Regions from separate parts of the Pan troglodytes genome. Here region 1 is linked to region 2. The links are chromatin contacts, called in public HiChIP or PLAC-seq maps. All regions are on one chromosome and are shown on one strand. The core of a region is the stretch at or near the end of the contact, and the rest is flanking DNA. Distances in the headings are between cores, read along the strand shown.

Region 1 (3,245 bases), core at 745-3,244, 330 kb after region 2:
TGCCATTGCACTCCAGCCTTCGTGACAAGAGTGAACCTCTGTCTCAAAAAAGAAAAAAAAAGGCTGGGCGCAGTGGCTCACGCCTGTAATCCCAGCACTTTGGGAGGCCGAGGCGGGCGGATCACGAGGTCAGGGGATCGAGACCATCCTGGCTAACAAGGTGAAACCCTGTCTCTACTAAAAATACAAACAAGTCAGCCGGGCATGGTGGCGGGCGCCTGTAGTCCCAGCTCAGGAGGCTGAGGCAGGGGAATGGCGTGAACCCGGGGTGCGGAGCTTGCAGTGAGCCGAGATTGCGCCACTGCACTCCAGCCTGGGCAACAGTGCAAGACTCTGCCTCAAAAAAGAAAAAAGAAAGAAAGAAAGAAAAGCCTTGCTACTGATGGTGCCCTCATCACCTCTCACCTGGTAACTACAATAACTGCGATAGACTTCTAGGGAATCTCCCTGTTGGTGCCCCAGGCGCACTTGCTACTGAGAATGCTCTTAGTTAACTGCATGATCGCTCCCTCCCCTCCTTCATGCCATCCTCAAAAGATACCCTTGGGCCAGGCACTGTGGCTCTGTAATCCCAGCACTCTAGGAGGCCAAGGTGGGAGGATCATTTCAGCCCAGGAATTCAAGGTCAGCCTGGGCAATACGGTGAAACCCCATCTCTACAAAAAATACAAAAATTAGCCGGGCATGGTGGTGCATGTCTGTAGTCCCAGCTACTCGGAAGGCTGAGGTGGGAGGATAGCTTAAATCCGAGAAGCAGAGATTGCAGTGAGTTGAGACTGCGTCACTCCAGCCTGGGCGACAGAGCGAGACCCTGTCTCAAAAAAAAAAAAAAAAAAAAAGACATCCTCTCAAGGAGGCCTGTGGTCATCCTAGTTAAAATTTCACATACACAGACCACTCCTTCCTCCCCCACACACCCACGCTTTATCTCTCCCTTCTGAGTTTAATGTTTTTCTTCTTACCACCTATCACAAAGTAAGTTATGAAGCATAATAATAAACTATATCCTCTTGATCTCACAACCCAGCCTAAAAATTAAAAGATTATCAGAGTTCAAGATCACCTTGGGCAACAAAGCAAGACTCCATGTCTGCCAAAAATACAAAAATTAGCCAGGCGTGGTGATGGATGCCTGTAGTCCCAGTTATTCGGGAGGCTGAAGCAGGAGGATTGCTTTATTTAGCCCAAGAGTTAGAGGCTGCAGTGAGCCATGATAATGCCAGTACTTTTGAACAACAAAAGACCTATTAGCATTATAAAAATAGACTGTATTTGATTCCTTCACAGTAGCTGGATATTCTCCTTTTGCCCATGTTGTCATGTTGGGGCAATGAGAAACAACACACATGGCGATCTGGTGGATGCTTAAATCTAAACTGAGGCACTTTGTCACACTGGGTACATTTGTTTAGTAATTGCCTATTAAATGGTTTCTCCCTAAGAACATCACAATTTATCTTTACTTATTTATTTAACATTATTGATTGAATCTGCCATGCTTATCTTAGAAACATACATTTCTCCCGGAAATAAAAACCTTGCCAAAAATCACACAGGGGACTTTCAACTTCACCTTCATCAAACTAGTCTGAATTTCCTGTAAGCTGAGGAGAGATTTTCCCCACTGGGGCTCAGAGAAGGGGAGTCAGAGAACTCAGAAGGCTTGAAAGACTGAAGAGACTGGAGATCTCTAGAGGGTTCCAAGAAACTTGGGGGGAAATTAAGCATTTCACGTAGGAACAGCACGTTATTGGGAGTTTACCTACAGAGATAAATATTTTTTCTTTGGCAGATCGTTCCACAAGGCCATGGATGGAATTCCTAGGGAGTTCCCTTGCAATTAAAAAAAAAAAAAATCTAGCTTATTTATATTCGACCACTCCCTATACCCATCTACAGTCTCTCAAGTCCCCACCTAGAACAGCACGCAGCCGATTCAGGACCCAGTAAGCAACACTTCCGCACCTACCCTATCCCTTCCTGGAGCACATCCGGGACTCGGAGAGGCGTGGTCTCGGGAGGCGGAGTCTGACGCAAGCCGGCCCAGACCACCTGGCTGAATTCACAGTCGCGCTCGCTCCTTCCGCCCGCCAGAGGTCGCAGGCTGCGAGAGCAGGTTCCTGGTTTGGCAAGCACTCGCCCCTCAGGCCCGTTCATTCTCGCGAGAGAAAGCGCGAGGCCTGCCGGGAGTGAGCGCGGCTGTACTTAGGTTTGCTCAAAATGGCAGCGCTGGAGGAAGAATTCACGTTGTCTTCGGTAGTCCTGAGCGCCGGGCCTGAAGGACTCCTAGGCGTGGAGCAGAGCGACAAAACAGACCAGTTTCTAGTGACAGACAGCGGCAGGACAGTCATCCTCTATAAGGTGAAGGCAATAGGTTTGGGAGCGCCCCGACTGCCTTCTCGCCCCTTTCTGAGCGCGGAGCTCGAGCTCAAGTTTCTCACAGCTTCAGAAAGAGATCGTGGAGAAGGCTTAGCAGAGAGCCGGCTGGGCCTGTTGGGGACGCTGAGTGAGGTCTAGAATCTGGCTTGCTTGCCTTCCTGTAAAGGCATATTTCCGACTTGCAGAGGCAGAGCACGTGGGTTAGACTCGGAAAAGAAAGAAAACCTGTGCTTTTGCTTCGGAACTCGCGGAATTGGCCTTGCTAAGATTCCCTCCTAGGGTCTTTATTATCTTAGCCGCCCGCGGGAGGATGGAACGGAGATTGGTTGGGCGGGAGAGGATGACACTGACAGAGTGCGAATAGTGGTTTAGCCGTGTCTACACTTCACACCCCTCTCTTTGTAGGGGCGGGGACAATTTTAGAGAGTGAGGGACTTTCTTGATAGCTCGCTAAGAATCTTGCCTCCAAGTGAGTTGTCTGTTGGCATCTCTGATTCACGCTGGGAATCCTGGAGTTGAGTCCTGGGAAAATCTGCAAGCCCTGCCCCCATTTCAGCCTAAAGCCTGATAGAGAACACTTTCTAACCTTGCTTTTGGTGGTCGCATAGAAAGCAGTTACTTTTCTCTGGGCTGCTGAACATAGTTTTCCATGTTTTAAAGAAGTTAGCTATCTGCTTTGACGTTTTGAGAACAGGTTGCTAACAGCTCCCTGTGCCGTTTTGACTCTGCTAACTCTATTGGGTTTCACTTGGGATGTCAAGTAGATTTGCAGTTTTGCAGCTCCTGCATAGGAATACAATGGCAGATTGGAATTGGATAGACATGATCCCAGATGTCCCTACTTAATTTCCCATGCTGCTGTTCAG
Region 2 (3,285 bases), core at 159-2,658:
GTTCGGGAAATTCAGAGAAGTAGCTCCTCAACAGTGTCACCCGTCAGTAGAATACTTCCTTCCAGAATCAGTGTCAGGAAATGTCCAGGAAGCCAGGAACCAAGCCTACACATCCCGATGTCCCATGTGCATGCGCATGTGTGGCTAGCCAATCCCTTGCCTTCCTGCCTCTGGGAAGATTATTAGGTCTTCCATTTGTTTTCAAGTAAGAGGCAAAAAAAAAAAAAAAAAGAGGAAAAACAGCTTGAGTTTCTTTCCATATCACAGCCTTCCAATGTGTTATTATTCAACACTGCAGTGTCAGATTTAGATTTTCCACCTCGAGGAATTTGGTTTAGCTTTAATTAGTTGCTGTGAATATTTCTGAGCCAACTCTGGAAAGCATTTATCTGGAAAATAGTTTCCACTAAAATATAAGCTGGATATAGGGTATCATTTTCCTAGGAGGGTTTGTATCAGTTAACAGTTATAAATTCTCTCCAGCCCTCTGGATGACTTTTGCCACAAGCCCATCATCGTCATATTGGTTAATTACTTATTAATTAATCACAATTCAAAATACTGTATTGAGGCATCTGCATCGCCATCTAAGCTCTAGCTTCAGGACTTCAGAGCGTGAAGATTTTTCGGAGAAAAGATAACGCTTACAGGTTATTCTCATACAGGCAACTGATGCATTTTTCATCCGGCAACTTTTCATAAAAACACTGAAAAATACCAGACAAATGAAAAACAGACTTCAGCAGTTCCATGCTGCTTCCTGAGTAACTGAAGAATGTGCTTCTTGTGGTTAAAATGAGAGATCTGTTTAATATGGATCAAATAGCAACACTCCAGGCATTTTCATTGACATTTCACTGTGACTTTTTGAACTTAGGAGTGCGGATACGAAAACCTACTCTTTCTTTCTGCTGCGCGGAGCCTGCACAATCTGCAGAAAGATTGCAGAGCCGGGCCAGGCGAGGTAACAGGCTACGTGGGGTTCTTGTTCTCTCTGGTTGTTCCCTCCCCCTGTTTGTACTTCATTTCCATTCACACGGCAGCACTTCCCAGTTTTCCAGGATCTCTCCTCTGAAACCAGGCAAGGGTTTGTTCCCAAATCCCACCCATTGCCTCTCCAGCCCCGGACTTGCTTACTGGATCACACATAGGTGGTGGGCATTGGTGAGTTGTCCCTAGGGTCAGGGGACCAGAAACTTCCCAGAGGGGCTGGATGGAGCACGGCAGCACTCAGGGCACAATGGAGAGTGGATTCAAAGGGCAAAGGAGCCGAGGGAAGCCCCTCTGCCCGAGCCTCCCCAGCGCCGGCCGGGCTCCGCTCCGGAGCAGCCCCGCCGTCTGGCAGAGACATGCTGTTTTGTTTAAATCCTCCACATTCTTTGCCATTTCCCCATTGGCCGGATGGGGCTACCCTCCCCGCCGCGGCCGCTGCTGATGTCAGCCTCGCTCGCGCTCGCTCCTCCCGCACCCACCTCCCGGCCCCAGGCACACTGCATCGGCGCGGACGCTCCGGCCCCGGCGAGGTGGCTGCAAACTCGCGGGCACGCACGGCACCCGGGGAGCCGAGGGACTCGGGGGAGGGGACGCGCGCGGAAGGCGCCAGCTTCCTCCCGCCCGCCCCTGGCAGCCGCGAGCCGAGGTTGGAGGCGCCCGGGGCCCCAGCCGGGCAGAGCCGAGCGGCGGCGGCGGCTTCCCTTTTCTCCCCGAGCCGAGCCCCGGAGCGGCGCGGGGACCGGCCCTAAAAAGAGCAGGAAATCTTGTTTACCGCCCGCGGAGAGGAGCCGATCGAGCCTTTGTCTAGAAAGTCAGCATCTCCGGCTCCGGCTGCAATGTGTTCCTGGTGACATTAGCATCGGGCAGACCCGCTGGAGGAGGGGGGTCGCCAGGTTCCCGTCTGCTTTCGGAGGCGGATCGAGCGGGTGACTTCTGTGCATTCGTTTTAATTTTTGGAAATCTCTCTTTTTTCCTCCCTCGCTCGCTGCCGGGCATGTCCTGATCTGGCGGCCGCTCCTACCACCCTGGGCAGCCGAGCAGAGTCGTCCCCAGCGGGTCTCCCTCCCTGCCTCCCTGACTTTGCAACACCGCGTTCCGGGAGGACCGGCCTCGGCGAGGGAGGAGGTGGAGGAGCTGCGAACACCCGGACCCAAACCCTGACATGCTCTGGGGCGGAGAGGAGGAAGCCAGGAGCTGAGCGCGCCGCGGGGGCTGCTTCGCCCTCCGGCTCCGAGCGTCGGGCTCCGGGCGCCCTGCCCTGCGCCTGGGCGGCAGCCTTGCTGGTCTGGGGGGCGCCCCCCGCTTCCCGCCCCGGGGGTCCGCGGCCGGCAGGACCATGCTGCTGAAAGAGTACCGGATCTGCATGCCGCTCACCGTAGACGAGGTAAGCGCCGCGCCCGGCCCGGCCTCGCCCGCTCCGGGACCCCCGCCGCTACCGCCGCCTCCTGGCCGGCGAGCCCCGGGCGAGCGGCAGGAAACCCAGGTGGACGTTACCCCTCAAACCCGAAGGCTGGAGGAGAGGAGGGAGGGGATTTGCGGCTTCCACTTGTCACCCCAGCGGGGGAGGGCGGCGCTGGGTGGGGCGGCGGACTCCGGGTGGGCTCTTCGGGGGCGCCCAGAATCCAGACTGTTGGGGATCACAGTGAGCCAAAGGGAGTGGGTGCGCCCCCTCCCTCCAAATAAGAAAATGAATAAAGCAAACCCAAGAGCCCCCGGCGCGCGCTGTAGCTGGGGTTTGGGGGGCATCCCGACCTGGCCGTGGGCCCAGCCTCCCCTCCCCGCCCTCTGCGGTCAGGTAGGGGTGCGAGGAAGAACCCTGCGCCCTCGGGATCTGCACGCCCCGAGCCCCGCGGGAGGAACCTCTGAGCCCTTGGGGGAGGTCCCTGCGGGGCCCGACTTCTCGCCGTCGCCGCGGGCTTGGGCGCAGCTCCCGGCACGTCCGCCCTTCGAGGCTCGGGACCCGGCTGTGTCCTTTCGCAAACCGCCTGGCTCGGAAACTTTCTGCGTCTCTTATTTCTTCCGCCGCGGGGAGCGGCGCGCGAGCCGGGAGCGGCGGGGGCTGCGACGCGGCCACAGGAGGGCGCTCCAGCACGTGGTGCCGGGGCCGCGGCTGCCGGCTGGGGGCGCCGGGCGCGGGGCGGGGGCTCGTCCTCCAAGCGCGGCTCTGCTGCCCTTCTCCCGATCCTGCGAAGCCGCGAGCTCCAGTATTCAGGAAGTGGTGACTCAGATAGAATTATTCCGGCCCCGGCTTCCCTTTCTTCCCCTTCTTCCTCCCCGCCTTTGTGGTGATTC

The links. HiChIP or PLAC-seq counts read pairs in DNA pulled down with a chosen protein or histone mark.
Region 1: an H3K4me3 HiChIP or PLAC-seq map of stem cell-derived excitatory neurons shows a contact between it and region 2, with 9 times the contacts expected there. The contact joins the promoter of NOL11 here to the promoter of PITPNC1 in region 2. A contact is called at or near these places in 1 of 7 Hi-C or Micro-C datasets (stem cell-derived neural progenitor cells) and 1 of 1 datasets of contacts at active chromatin or transcription factors (stem cell-derived excitatory neurons).

Annotation. Positions count from the first base shown.
Region 1 is chr19:80,690,698-80,693,942 of NHGRI_mPanTro3-v2.0_pri, forward strand. NOL11 (nucleolar protein 11) reads left to right here and starts at 1,995. Exons shown (of 18, transcript XM_001164856.6): 1 at 1,995-2,361. The coding sequence starts at 2,221.
Region 2 is chr19:80,356,401-80,359,685 of NHGRI_mPanTro3-v2.0_pri, forward strand. PITPNC1 (phosphatidylinositol transfer protein cytoplasmic 1) reads left to right here and starts at 1,409. Exons shown (of 8, transcript XM_063799224.1): 1 at 1,409-2,377. The coding sequence starts at 2,330.